5 separate regions of the Mus musculus genome follow, and regions 1, 3, 4 and 5 are each linked to region 2. A link is a contact called in public HiCAR-type, HiChIP or PLAC-seq and promoter capture Hi-C data. All regions are on one chromosome and are shown on one strand. The core of a region is the stretch at or near the end of the contact, and the rest is flanking DNA. Distances in the headings are between cores, read along the strand shown. Region 1 overlaps Lmo7 (LIM domain only 7). Region 2 holds the start of Fbxl3 (F-box and leucine-rich repeat protein 3). Region 3 holds the start of Tbc1d4 (TBC1 domain family, member 4). Region 4 has its middle 220 kb from the start of Lmo7. Region 5 holds the start of Lmo7 (LIM domain only 7).

The links. Promoter capture Hi-C pulls out the DNA fragments that hold promoters and counts their contacts. HiCAR-type assays count read pairs that join an accessible place to other places. HiChIP or PLAC-seq counts read pairs in DNA pulled down with a chosen protein or histone mark.
Region 1: a contact with region 2 is called in a HiCAR-type map of kidney, with 5 times the contacts expected there. The contact joins the enhancer-like site here to the promoter of Fbxl3 in region 2. A contact is called at or near these places in 2 of 39 promoter capture datasets (cranial neural crest and hippocampal neurons) and 4 of 115 datasets of contacts at active chromatin or transcription factors (astrocytes, extraembryonic endoderm stem cells, hepatocytes and 1 more).
Region 3: a contact with region 2 is called in a promoter capture Hi-C map of 3T3-L1-derived adipocytes, with 6 times the contacts expected there. The contact joins the promoter of Tbc1d4 here to the promoter of Fbxl3 in region 2. A contact is called at or near these places in 6 of 39 promoter capture datasets (the 3T3-L1 cell line, 3T3-L1-derived adipocytes, embryonic stem cells and 2 more).
Region 4: a contact with region 2 is called in an H3K4me3 HiChIP or PLAC-seq map of forebrain, with 9 times the contacts expected there. The contact joins the enhancer-like site here to the promoter of Fbxl3 in region 2. A contact is called at or near these places in 3 of 39 promoter capture datasets (the 3T3-L1 cell line, cranial neural crest and hippocampal neurons), 2 of 484 Hi-C or Micro-C datasets (both in cortical neurons), 5 of 115 datasets of contacts at active chromatin or transcription factors (craniofacial prominence, embryonic limb bud, embryonic midbrain and 2 more) and 1 of 9 other capture datasets (adipose tissue).
Region 5: a contact with region 2 is called in a promoter capture Hi-C map of embryonic stem cells, with 6 times the contacts expected there. The contact joins the promoter of Lmo7 here to the promoter of Fbxl3 in region 2. A contact is called at or near these places in 8 of 39 promoter capture datasets (the 3T3-L1 cell line, the SN4741 cell line, embryonic stem cells and 5 more), 4 of 115 datasets of contacts at active chromatin or transcription factors (astrocytes, embryonic forebrain, embryonic stem cells and 1 more) and 1 of 9 other capture datasets (adipose tissue).

What each region holds. Positions count from the first base shown.
Region 1 is chr14:101,851,600-101,854,299 of GRCm38.p6, reverse strand. All of the region lies in intron 4 of Lmo7 (LIM domain only 7), which reads right to left. Among named protein-coding and RNA genes, the nearest start is that of Lmo7, 120 kb to the right of the region's middle. Within about 2 kb of position 1,274, at least 47 of the 459 cell types and tissues checked have an H3K27ac peak or open chromatin away from gene starts, as enhancers often do. A contact at or near this core is called in hepatocytes and kidney, where this site is marked.
Region 2 is chr14:103,098,096-103,100,795 of GRCm38.p6, reverse strand. It overlaps Fbxl3 (F-box and leucine-rich repeat protein 3), which reads left to right and starts at 1,264. Exons shown (of 5, transcript NM_015822.3): 1 at 1,264-1,634.
Region 3 is chr14:101,607,779-101,610,478 of GRCm38.p6, reverse strand. Tbc1d4 (TBC1 domain family, member 4) reads left to right here and starts at 1,288. Exons shown (of 19, transcript NM_001081278.2): 1 at 1,288-2,516. The coding sequence starts at 2,019.
Region 4 is chr14:101,945,492-101,948,191 of GRCm38.p6, reverse strand. No RefSeq gene overlaps it. Among named protein-coding and RNA genes, the nearest start is that of Lmo7, 220 kb to the right of the region's middle. Within about 2 kb of position 1,306, at least 24 of the 459 cell types and tissues checked have an H3K27ac peak or open chromatin away from gene starts, as enhancers often do. A contact at or near this core is called in cortical neurons, forebrain and hippocampal neurons, where this site is marked.
Region 5 is chr14:101,728,637-101,731,336 of GRCm38.p6, reverse strand. It overlaps Lmo7 (LIM domain only 7), which reads right to left and starts at 1,409. Exons shown (of 31, transcript NM_201529.2): 1 at 1,112-1,409. The coding sequence starts at 1,180. It overlaps Gm9922 (predicted gene 9922), which reads left to right and starts at 1,609. Exons shown (of 2, transcript NR_168926.1): 1 at 1,609-1,825; 2 at 1,948-2,700.

The DNA.
Region 1 (2,700 bases), core at 25-2,524, 1.2 Mb after region 2:
ATCTTTTTCTTCATATACATGTGTGTGTGTGTGTAATCTGTTTTATATGTATAGATAACTATAAAGCTCAGATAGATACATCATCAAATTGCACCCATCCAGTAGTTAGAGAACTATTCTTATTTTTATTTTCCTGCAATATTTTCAGCTTGGACAAATATCAGCTTTGTGTGACTTTGGTAATCTAAAAGATTACATTGACAAAGGAAAAGTTCCATGAGGACTTCTTCCTGTTGGTGGTGGGTTGGTTATTCACGTAGACCATAGAAATAGTTTCTAAGGGCTTGGTGAGCCAACGGGAGCTCCCTGCAAGGAGTTCAGAGCTTGACTCATGCCTTGGACTTTGCTCTTTGGCGTCACTGTCTGATCCCCATCCCCCACCCCTAACTGTCCTCCCCTGCGCCACCCCTTGTAACCACAGCAGAGTTTCATCTTACTGGAATTAGACTGTGCTATTTATTGTTACACTTGATGTTCTGTGGTGACCACCTGTTTAAAACTCCAGTGGCTACAGGGATAGCAGGACTTAGAGGCAGCATACTGTAGGGGTTTTTTCTTCTTTAGTCCAGTAAAATAGGTAATGTAACCAACTTATCTTTTCCATAGAATCTGGGCTTTAGGGTTAGTTTCAAATTAGCAATCGTTAAAGCTTTGTATAAATTTTCATAGACCTAAGTGATGGCAATTATAATATCTTATTTTGGATTTTCTTATTCAGAAGTCAGTTTACTTGAAGTTAAAGATAAAAGGATCTGTAAATTTTTGTTGTTTTTCAAAAAGCTAAGCAAAATGGAGTGAGAAACCAGTAAACAAGGAACTATCTAAATAAAAGGTATTTATTAGGTCTATTTTTAGACAAGTTCCATTTCACTCTACAAAGGTCAAAGTGTGGCAGTGTGGTCCCTGGCAATTTAGATTAGTAAAGTTTTATAACTCTCACCTTATACTAACTAGGTCTGCTCCATCATCATGACAAACAATACGCTTGAACATTCATAAATATATGAATTTACAAAGACATTTATGTAAGCCAATCAATAAAATTCAAATACCTGGTTATTTCTCAACTATAGTTCACCCAGCCTAAAACACATGGGTTAGCACTTAACATTCCTACAACTAGAAAACCATAAAGTTCAATGATCTTGAATTTGATGACACATTTTACTATTTCCACTTGAAGTAAGTTAAAAACAAAGCAGGAAGAGAATCTGAAGATCAGAACGCACAGGTATTTGGCAGGCGTGTGATGTGGGAGTGTCGATCAAGTTTACAAATTTGAGTTAGGGTAAACCTGGCACAGCTAAAAATAGACTTTTGACAATGTTAGGCACACAGCACAAGAAAGCAAAATAGAAGTCCAATTTCCAATGCTATTTAAGTCTGTTTAGGCAACACGGCAGAAGGAGACAACCAATGACTGAAAGCCCAAACTTTGATTATTTGCCCAAGGTCACAGTGCTGAGGAAGTTTGTCTTCTTTCTGCTTCAGTTCCCCTCAGGCATCTGAAGCAAAGGGGAGAGTGACTGGCTGTGTCTCATTTAGAAGCAAGCAGCGAGCCACCTGACAGAGTCTAACAACCCTCATCCAATGTGTTGAAACCTGAGTGAGTACAGCAACATTTCTGAGGTGCTCAGGACCCTCTGACACAGTGATTTCCTCATGTTGTTGCTACACCTCACTCCAATCCACCCTGGCCTTAGAGGTCACAGCGATGAGTCACGACAAAGCCCCTTAACAACCCAAACCAAAAATTAATTAAGCTTTTTCTCTTCTTTGTTCAAGGTACAAGGTAAGTTGTTTATCTTCTCTGCTCATAGGTTTGGAATCTATAGATAATGAATGTTACGTATTCATTGGGTGCTGTTTTAAAGGTAGCAGAGGAAAGGTCCACAGGTGAGGACCCAGGGAGTACCCCCACCTATACCTCACTACAAATCTAGCCCAGCCCCTCAGCCCAACAAAAACACTATTCCTGTCCATACGGGAAGGTATCACATCCAAACCCAATGGTCTACCTACAGCTTAAGCCATAGTCTTCAATAAAGTAGTTATGATTCTCCACCATTTCTTTTTTTTTTTAATCTTTTTGTTGTTGTTGTTTTGTTTTGTTTTGTTTTTCGAGACAGGGTTTCTCTGTGTAGCCCTGGCTGTCCTGGAACTCACTCTGTAGACCAGGCTGGCCTCGAACTCAGAAATCCACCTGCCTCTGCTTCCCAAGTGCTGGGATTAAAGGCGTGCGCCACCACTCCACCATTTCTTAGTGGAGACATTACGGTCACTTCTCAGTAATCTGGGATGCTGCATGCTATGGCTACCTACAGCTAATAATAATGATGCTCATACTGTCTGCGGTGGTTTGAATGAGAATGGTCCCTATAAACTCATAGATTTGAGTACTTGGTCATCAGGGAATGGCACTAGTTGAAAGGATTAGGAGGCTGGAGGGAAGCAATTCACTGGAGATAGGCTTTAAGGTTTTCAAAAGCCTAAACCAAGCCCAGTGGCTGTCTTGCTGCTGCCTGCAGATCTGGATGTAGAACTCTCAGCTACTTCTCCAGCAACATGTCTGCCACTCTGCCCTCCATGCTGATAATGGACCAAACCTCTGAATCTATAACCCAGCCTCAATAACTGCTTCCTTTGATAGGACTTGTCATGGTCATGGTGCCTCCTAACAACAACAGACCACAGACTAAG
Region 2 (2,700 bases), core at 15-2,514:
AAGTGTGTGACAGAACCTGTTCTCATGACTTCATCTTTTAAAAAATATAATAATTTACTCTGGGCTAGAGAGACAGCTTAGCAGTTAAGAGTGCTTGCTGTTCTTCCAGCTGATCTGAGTTCAGTTCCCAGCGCTCAGGATGAGTGGCTCACATCTGCCTGTAAATAACTCCAGCTCCAAGGAATCCAACATCCACTCCAGACACCACGGGCACTGCACTCAAATGCGCGCGCCGCGCGCACACGCGCACACTCACACCTACAACAAAACGAAAAGCTTATAAAATTAATAGTAAATTAAAAACAAGTACATAAAAGCATTTTAAAGTTCAGCATGTTTTTGTTCCGTGTGGTGGCACATTTCTTCAATCTCAGCATTGAGCAGGCTGAGGTTGGTGGATCTCAGAGTTCCAAGCCAGCCTGATCTACAAAATGAAAATCAGTATAAAGAAAACTGAGGAGGGTAGGAAACGAAAGAGAGAGAAGAGATCTTTACTTTGGAGAAATAACACAGAAAAAGCAGAAGGCATGGTATACAGCTAACCTTAAGATTTTCTGGGGACTTTTCTTATTTTAGGAAAAACTCAGTATCTCCAAGTCCAAACTTAAAAAAAAAAAAGTCAAATATTTGATAGCATTTAAAAGACTCCTTGACTTACAAAACGCTCCACCACCCGGGAGCGAGGAGTGGGGGTTGTCTTTTTTTAATTAGCCATCTGCTTCTTCACACTTTACGTGTTTCTGAAAAGAAATCTCAGACTTGGGGGTTCTGTTTCATAAGTAAATGTGATTTTGAAAAAGTTATGACTCATTAAAAAAAAGCCTTGGAAAAATGGAAATGCAAATATTGTCTTAAGAAACCCGTAGTGATCGCAACGTCCACCACGTTGATTTATTTATTCTTTTTCTAGGTACAGACAGCAACCTCAGAGGCTCCCTTGGCCGCGCCCTCCTCGCGGAGGTGGGTCGCTGTCAGGTGATGTTTACGTCCGGTAGGGGTGCGTCCCGCCCTGCAGACACTCCCTCCGCCTTTGGCGTCGGCTCCCCCGCCCTAAACTTTCCGGTTTTAACCCTGGGAAAGGCCAGCCACGTCTGGCGAACACCAACCCGCCCACATTCCGCCCCTAAACAAACTTGGCCAGGGACAGCCCGGGAGGCTGGAGCCGCCTCGGTGCGCGCGCCCGGCCAGCCCCTTCGGCCGCGCGCCCGCCCCCTCGGGCGGGGACGCGCAGGGGCAAGCGCGCGGCCGCGAACTGCGGGCGCCATTTTGGATTCCCTAACTGGGCCGAAGCTTCGGGCTCGCTGCTGTCGATCGCTGCTCGCCTAGGGCGTCTCGGGCGGGCGACGAGGAGGTGCCGGGGCGAAGGACACAGACCGCGCGGGACAGAGAAGGGACGCGACGCTCTCCTCCCCACACACCGGGGCAGCCGGAGCCGCAAAGGTGGAGCCGCGTCGGCGCCCGCCGCGGGACCAGCGTCTCGGATGCGGGCGGAGCGCGGGGGGCCGCGACGGCGGGAGCTCGGAGACGGGGCCCCGGGAGGCCTCATGTGAGAGGCGCGGGAGCCGCCGCCGCCGCTGCCGCCGTCGTCCGCGCGGCCCGGGGTGCTGTGTGGGGGAAGCCGCCCCCGGCAGCAGGTACGGCGGAGGTTCGGGGCCGCAGCCCGGAGTCGGGCGGGGAGGTCGGCGGCGGCGGCCGGGGGCGCGCGCGGGGCGCGACGGGAACAACGCCCCGCCCCGCCGCGCCCGGGCCTCGGTGTCTGTCAACAAGGCGTGGCCGGCGCGGCGCGCGCTCGGTGGCCGCGCGTGGCGGGGCAGCGAGGAGGACGGGCTCCTCCGGGCTCGCCCTGGGCGGCGCGGGTGCAGGCGGCTGGAAAGCCCGGGGGCCTGGGCGGTCAGTGTGTGCGGAAGCCGGGCCGGGGAGGCGCACGGTGGAAAACTTGGTGAACTTAGGGGCAGCCGCCCGGGTCGCGTGCTGCAGACCACCACCCGGAAGCCGCCCGGGCAGGGCATCGCCGAGCCGCGTGCGAGGTGAGAGCGGGCGGCGGTTTTGTTGGTAATGGTGCCTATCCCACTTGCCCAGATGTTTGTATCTTTTGCTTACACCAAAAGGCGAATTTAAAAAAAAAATGTCCCTGTAGATGTTAAAATGTCTGTAACCCGCCCCGTGTTACCTGTGTGCCGGCTCCCGGTTGTGTCTTGTCTGTGTGTCCAGTCCCAGTTCATCTATATCCACTGTGCTCTCACCATTCTGAGAGTTAATCTTTTTCGTATTGTTCCATTCTTGTATTTCAGCCAAAGAATGTGTGTTAGGTTTCCTTCTATGAAAAACAAAACAAAAGGGCATATGCAAATGTAATGCCAGAACGGGACTTTTAAACCTAAAGTACAAATTTTTTAAAAAATATTTTTTGCATGTCCAGAATATGTAAATGTTTAAAGACAGTAAGGGAAGTTTGGCTCTTGGTTTCAGTTTAAGGAAATGTTTGATTAGCTCACTAATTCTTGGTGATGCTCAAGTTACTGGGTGTCCCTCATTAGTTGCATCTTGGACACTTGATGTAAACACTAGCTAAAGTTGTTGCCACCATACTTTCTCTGGGTTCTTGAAACACTGCAATAAATCAAAACTGCTGGAGCCCAGTTTTCTGTGCTTAGGAAATCGCATTGATATTTAGTGTCCTGTTTTATACACCACACTCTT
Region 3 (2,700 bases), core at 39-2,538, 1.5 Mb after region 2:
GACTTAGGGAAATGAGATCTGTGCACGAAGTCTGCTGTAATCTTAGACAATTTCTATCTCTGTTCTCAGAGTGTTTAATTCCTCCTTGAAGACTTGAGTTGTATTTTCCACAGAGATTTTTTTTTCATGTTAAAGTAAACGACTTCAACCAATTGATAACATCTTCATCCTGGAACATAGATGGTTCTTAAAAAGAGGCTAGCTATGTGGTGGTCCCAGAAGTGTAGCATATTTGACCCTATTGACTTTGTCTGAACAGGAAGCAAAATGACCCTAGAGAAAATCACAAGACCACTAAATACAAAACAAAACCCTGGAGTTTTCATTTTTTCTTCTAAGCACCTGGAAAAAAGTAAGTCTAAAGTTTCCTCCTGCTGGGCAGTGGTGGCACATGCCTGTAATCCCAGCACTCGGGAGGCAGAGGCAGGTGGATCTGAGTTCGAAGCCAGCCTGGTCTACATAGTGAGTTCCAGGACAGCCAAGACTGCACAGAGAAACCCTGTCTCGAAAAACAAAATAAAACAAAAACCCCTAAAGTTTCCTCCTTTATTTTGGTTTTTCTCCTGCTCATTCCTTATCATCCAGCAAAGGTATAACGAAGGTATGAGAGTTCACCGAGGATGGTGGTACATTCCTATAATCCCAGGTCTTGGAAAACTGAGGCAGGAGGATAGAGTGTACCAAGTCAACCTGTACTATCTAGGAAGGAGACTTTGACTTAAAAATACTAACACTAAACACACAGCAGCACCAATAACAAAACCCATTTAAAATGCTAGAATGGAAAAGGAATTATATTTTACTGTTTTGTTTTAAAATTACAATAATCAAATTATCCCTAATTTTTTTGAAATATGTATTCTCATATGTAAAAGGGAAGAATTTTGCACTAGCTCTGAAATGGGCATGGGTAAAGAAGTTTAACTTCTGTGTATTTTAAGAAGTTAGCTGCACTAAGAAATGGGAAGATTCATATCAAGCAATGTTGAAATTTAAAGTGAATATTGGAATGTATTTTATCATAGAATTGTGATCAAATCCTGATGAGTCCTTGAGATTAAGAAAAAGGATGCAGAACATAGTAATATTCAGGCTTTAGACAGAATAAAACTAAGCAAATATTGCTCAAAAACAAAATCCCAGCGCCCCACTGCGAATGGCCCCTCTCCAGGGGGCAGTAGAGTCTCCAGGAGGAGAGAGGCCAGCCTGCTCCGGGAAGTGCCCTCGCCAAGCTGGGTACGACTGCCCCCCGAGGCGAGATGAGGGGCGGAGGCCGGAGGAGGAGGCAGGGAGGCGACCTCAGCTTCTTGGCAAAGCTCTGCGCCCGTAGACTAGAGGCGGAGTAGCAGCCGGCTTTAAAGTAGCAGCCTGGGAGGAAGGAAGGAAGGAGCGAGCGAGGGAGGGACGGGAACCCTGGAGGAGGAGCAGCGAGCTGGGCTGCAGAATCGGCGGGTGCAGGAGCTGCCTGCTCGAGGCCACGTTTGTTTTTGTTATTTTCCATTGGACTAGTTCTCCAGGACTGAGCGGGCCGCAAGCGGGCACCCCCGACCTTCCAGGTGACAGCCGGTCACCCTGCTAGGAGTCAGCTCCGCCCCAGTCGCCCCTTCCCGCCCACAGCTCCACTCTCCGCCCAGCCTTCCCGTGCCAGCGCTGGGTGAGCGCGCCGGCCGCAGCGGGCTGCAGGAGCAGGAGCCCGAGCAGGATCGAGAGACCGCGGCTGCCCTGGTCCCGGACCCCAAGGACGGACCGGCGGCTGGAGAACAGACCTGCCCTGGGGCGCGATCTCCAGGAAGGAGGATGCGCGCGTGAGCCTGGGTCTCCCGCTAGTCCACTGAGCTGCAGCCAAAGGCTCGGAGCCGCGCCCGGGGAAGTGTCGCATGGGGCAGGGCCGCTGAAGCACGGACTTTAAGAACTGGTGGCACCAAGGCAGGCGCGGGGGCCTGGGGCGACAGTTAGCAGTTTCCTCGGCTCCTGCACAGTGAGAGTTGGGGGCGCGGTGCCCTCGCTAGGCGCGAGTTATGGAGTCGCCTAGCTGCATTCAGGATGAGCCTTTCCCGCACCCCCTGGAGCCTGAGCCGAGTGCCCCAGCACAGCCAGGTGCCACCAAGCCTGGCGACAAGCGCTTCCGGCTATGGTACGTGGGAGGGTCTTGCTTGGATCGCAGGACCACGCTACCCATGCTCCCTTGGCTCATGGCCGAGATCCGTCGGCGCAGCCAGAAGCCCGATGCGGGCGGCTGCGGGGCGCCCGCAGCCCGGGAGGTGATCCTGGTGCTCAGCGCCCCCTTTCTGCGTTGTGTCCCTGCGCCGGGTGCCGGGGTCGGCGGGGGCGCAGGCTCCGGGGCTGTGCAGCCCAACACCGGGGTGTTCATCTTCGAGCACAAGGCTCAGCACATCTCGCGCTTCATCCACAACAGTCACGACCTCACCTACTTTGCCTATTTGATCAAGGCGCAGCCCGACGACCCCGAGTCACAGATGGCCTGCCACGTTTTCCGCGCCACGGATCCTAACCAGGTAAGTTGTGGGTGCCAGGGGGCGGGACTGGGGCCACCCGGACTGGCAAGGCAGGGGCCTCTCTTTTAAGAACTGTCTTGGATCTGGCTGCTGGCTTGCGCTCCACGTGGCGCGCTCCGGTGCTCCCCTCGTTCTGTTTTTGGGATATGGGAATGGGAGAGAAAGCGATTCGTTGCTGCTCTGG
Region 4 (2,700 bases), core at 57-2,556, 1.2 Mb after region 2:
CACAGCAACTGTGACTGTACCAGAAACACATAGGAGGGATCAAGCCAATGAAAATCCCAGCATGAGTGGGGAAAGGGATCCATGGAGCTCTTCCATTCAATAGCTCTGAGGAGCTGTTGGCAATTGGTAGCTGCTAGGGGAAGGGGAGTCAGTTTCCTTCATGGATGTAGCCCCTGAAAAGCTGCCCATGCCCCAGGATACAGTCCTACACTCATGCACACACAGCTAACCAACACTAAGTGAACTCAATGAGTGTATAAGCCACGAGCACATGAAGTAGGGAGGCAAAGGACAATGCTGGGAACAGGGGAGGAACTGAAAGGGAGAGAAATGTGGATTTCTATGCATGCATGAATTTCTCAAAAATAATAAAAAAATAGATGTAACTGTTAAGTGGTAAGAGACAAAGACCCTTCAAATAAAAAGATGATTTTTAGGAAACACACTGTTACAAGAGATCTAATGGAGGCTCATGGAAAACCCCCAGCTGAGGTTGGGAAAGGGAATATGACAGAAGAGGGAAGGCAGGCCATGGTGAGTGTCATAGCATTTGCAACGACAGGGGGACAGGCAAGGCCAGGAGGTAGTTAACAAGAGTGGTACACTATCTGGGGACAGACAACACAGGCATCTATCTGTGCTGGTCTAGCAGACTACCGTCAGAGCAAGTGAATCCAATATCCATCTCCCAAATAATTTCATGGTTTAATTTTGATATTTAATATAATCAAGGCTTCTGAGCTTTTATGGAATTGGAATCACTCATGCACAGTGCGAAATATTTCCATGACATCACCTCCCTTCTGTGACAACAGTGATGGGGAGACGCTGTCTGCAGTCCCAGTGGTGGGAGGGTTCCATGGTGGCTATGGGAACTGGCAGGGAACGGTACAGAACCCCGCTTAAGTGTAGTCACTTAATGCATGTTGCAGTCCTAGCTCTGCCAGTTGCCAGCTGGGTGACTTTCGCTTATCCTCAGTTTCACGATCTCTCTAGATAATTTTGGACGCCACCCAGGGTGCAGAGTTTGATGTAGTTATTATTAAAAGGAACGGGTTGCGCCGTGCCTTTGCACACGGTAAGCACTAGATAAATGCTAAGCGTTGTCGTATGCGTGTAATAAAGGCAATGCTCAAACATGAGAGCTTACAGTGCGTCCGAAGATTCTATCAGAATTACAACTTTATTTCAAATTTTACATTTTGTAATATAGATTTTCATTATTTCTGGTGTCTAAAAGGCACACACTTCAGGGATTGTATTTGCCTGCCCCCTAGTGTTAAGAGGAGCTCACTTCAGCAGACGGTTGGGCTACGCTCCTAAAGGGCTCTTTTGCGGATTAGAAAGGGGAAACCTGGGGGCGATGAAGTGAAGGCCGTCATGTCTGAAGGGTGGGGCTGGAACCTCAATCTCAGAACTCTTCCCTTCCTCATGTTCTTCCTCAAACCAGTACAAGGATATATGAATGTGTGTGATGGTTAAAAAATAGCTTGAAAAACTAAAGCAACTTGGACAAATTCAATAACCACACGCCATGTTCTGTTCATTCAAAACGTCAGTCACTGCTCCAGACCGCTACATGAGCTGTATTATAATGACCATTTTTTTCGGAGGGGAGAAACTGGGGTACAAGGAGATGAGATTTGTTAGGCTGCTCTTCATGATGCAAACAACTACAGAAATAAAGAAAACCAGGCAGCTCTAATGTTGATGGGGGATGTCAATGGTAGAAAAACGGATCAAAAGCTCCAATAGGATGGAACCTTCAACTGATGTTGTCTAAACTTCTGAGAGCTCTCTCTGCAGAAAAGGCAGTGAGTGGCGACGTCTCTAAAGTAGCTTAGGCTAGGAAAAGGTTCTTGTGTGTTCTGCATACTTTACAAATGGGGTTTATATGGTTTTTAAAAGACTTGGCTGACCAGGGCAGGGCAGGCTGGGAAGTAACTCAGTTGGTAAAATCTTTTCTTTGTTGTGTATGACCCTCAGCAACCACAGAAACAAAGCTGAGGTCGGTGTCACCCCAATAACCCAAGTGCTAGGGCAGCAAAGGTGGCCATGATGTGTACCCTTATACTCTTGAAGCTAGAGAGACAGAGATAGGGTAATCAGGGCTTGCTGACCAGCCAGTCTAGCCAACACGTAAGCTCTGGGTTCAATAGCAGATCCTGTCTCACAAAGTAAAAGTGAGAGTGACTGAGGAAGACACCTGACATGACCTGTGGCTTGCTCACACGAAAACCACGGGGATCAAAGGGCAGGGTCAAGTGTGTCCTCAAGGAATGTTAATTCCTGAGCTTCATGGCACTTCACTCTACATTTTCAGTAAAACACCATCCCTGAGCAGTTGTGTTCACAGCATGGACCCATGGTCCACACTGGTGAGGCCTGACATGGAGATGGGAAATCTGTCTACACTGCCTTCTGTGGATATTACATTAGTATATTAGTATAATAGATTATATTAGTATATTGGTATACTCGATTATATTAGTGTCAAGAAAAAAATCCATGCAGTTGGGCTTCTCTTTCTACAATGGCTTCAGAGTTGGGTAGGAATAGCTGCTCATCACAGCATAGGTGAATTACTGTGGATTTCATGAGGTTTTAGATGCATAGCCCTTTTTCAAATGGCAATAATGACTGGTCATAAGATTTTGTAACTTCCATCAGATTAGAGAATAGCTCAGGAATTAAGAGCGC
Region 5 (2,700 bases), core at 160-2,659, 1.4 Mb after region 2:
TGTATGTGGATGTAGATTCCGATGGGGGTTGGGGTATATACTTGGAAGCCACCATTTTGGCTAAGTCACACTGAATACTTCTGCCTCAGCAGCCCTGCCTGTCCTGGAGTTGCAATGGCTTTTTTCCACGGGTGCTAGAGACCCAAAAGCAGGTCCTCAAGCTAGTGGGACCCTACATGTATTTCTTTAAAACATAAAATAAAATGACTTTTAAAGAACTAGCTTCCCCTATATTCTTAGTAGCCTAATTTGAATTTTTAGGTAGATTGAGGGGCTGCAGGCGTGATTCAGGAGTAGCCGCTCTTATCTAGCATGTCCCAGGCCCTGAATTAAATTCCCTAGCTGTTGGATAAAACAGCATGTGGCACCACTAACTCCAAAATGACGTCAGGGTTGGTGTGGGCAACAATTTTATAACCATCAGTTATTCTGAGTCCCACTTTGGGAAGGATTCTTTTGACCCATCCGGAAAGTCACCTCATAAGTCTAGAGTTGTAACTCGGTACTAGAGCCCAGGTGTGGGGTGCCTTGAGTTCATTCACAAGCACAACCCACCTAGGTGGTCAGCAACGGAATAAAACAGGCTAGTCCGAAGGCGACCATGTAGAGACTATCTCTCCTTCGTGACAATAAAAGGAACAGAAGATCTTGTCTGTGAGGCACAGCTGGAAGAATAACAAGCCGTCTGTAAAGGAGCTTAGGATATTTTAGTTTCTCAACTGGAGAGGAAGAGAGCGGGAGAGGGAAGGATGGCAGCCCCCCAACTCTCTAGGCTCACACCCCGTGCTGAATACACTGGCTACCCAGGTGCGTGATAAGCAACTGCATCCCGAAGAAATGCGCCCGAGGTCCCCAGCCTAGCTCTGTGCCCCGCTTTTTGGGAAGTGCGATACCCAAACCTGGTGGACAAGCGCTGGGAGATCTGCAAGAAAGTCTGAGGAGGGCTAGGCATCAGAAGACTAGAGAGGGAAATTTTGCACTGTACCCAAAACTGCCTCTTTACTCAGCCTAGGTCACCGGACGGACGTAAGCTCAGATTGGTGGGAAACCCAAGAAGACTCAGGCACGGAAAGTGTAAATTCATCTGTAAAGAACTGGAAAAGACACTCACCTCCACCCATCTCTGAGCCTCTGCGAATGCAACAGAGCAATCGGCCTCGGCGTCCTCCATCCCTTCCATGTCTAGGGCAAGAGAGGGAGAGGAGCAGCTCAGTGGGTGCGCGCCGGGACCCAGAGCTCCCACGCCACGCGTCCCCCGCCCTTTGTAGCGACGTGCAGTTTGAGTTCAGGAACCTAGAAGAATTTGCAGGAGTTGCTTTCTCCAAACTCTAGAAATCGGCTCAAGTTCAGCCTGACTGGAGCAGGAGGAGGTGAAGAGGCAACTGGAAGCGGTGTGCAGAAGGAGCCGGGACTCCTGGGAACTTCAAAAGTCGCAAGCGCTGTCACCGCCCTCGACAGTAGCCCCGCCCCGGCCCACCCCCTACGGGCCGGTCCCAGCTTCCGTCCTTGCCCCTCGCCAGGGTCCTTGCAGCCACCTCTCTGGTCAGAATTATCTGGGCGGGGAGATGCGCCCCAGCCGGCATCCTTCCCGCCTCTACCCGCCTTCCCAGTCCCGGGCTCTCTCGGGAGGCGGCGCCCCTTCTGCCTGCGGCCTGACATACCAGGAATAGCTGCACACAATTGCACCTTTCCGGGCCAAGAAACTTCCCCCGCGGGGACGCGGAGCCACCAGGCCTCCACGCCACTACCCTCCGGCTCCACGGAGCTCGCTGACCGGTCCCAGATGCTGCGCGGTCCCCGCTACTGCCCCGGCTTCCGGCCGCAGGTGAGGGTACCGGCCTGGGCACTGGCGGCTGGTCCCCTAGTCTGGGCTGGCGTCGCTCCTCCCCCGATCGCAGGTGGGTCCGTGGGGAAGACCTGTGGCTTCATTTCCCCTCTCGCCTCAAGGGTACGGTGAACCGAAGGAACTTGGCTTTTCTCCCACCTCTCCTGCCTGCTTGGCCCAGTTCTGGACATTGGCCCGCCCTCCCCCGGAGAATCAAAACCTGTACCCTTCGTGGTGTGGCAAAGGTGACTGGTTATTCAGAGTGAGCAGAGAGTTTGAGTAAGTGCTCGGGGCCTGGCCAGCAAAGTGCACAGGTGGTCCAATGCCCCGCGATCTCTCCAAGGAAACTCTGGGGACTCTCTGGGCTCCAACCAGGGTACTTGACCTATGGAAGAAGATAAGATCAGCCCTTCTTTTCTGGAGGAGACGCAACATTTCATTCTTTTTTTCTTTTCTTTTTTTTTTCTTTTTTTTCTTTGTGTGTGTGTGTGTGTGTGTGTGTGATTAAAGAAATTTTCAAACGTATGGCAGAGAATCTTGTCTACGGAAACAGCCTAGCTTCTGTTTAATGATCATTAGCACTTGGGCTTATCTCACTATAGAGAGGTTTAAAGTAGGATACATTTCAGCTCTAAATATCCCAGGATACAGTTCATCTTTAACGAACACTATCCTGCAATATCATAGACCATTTTCACATGTAACTAAATAAAGCCAATAAAATTGCTAATCAACCGGGCTCGGATTTCCCTAGGATGCCAAAGCGTCCTTTGCAGCTGACTTACCTAGACCTCGAGGCAATCAGAGAATCTGCATTCCGTTTGATTGCGGATTTTTTACCCTAGAAGGGCCTCCTCCTCAAGCCCCTTCTTCCT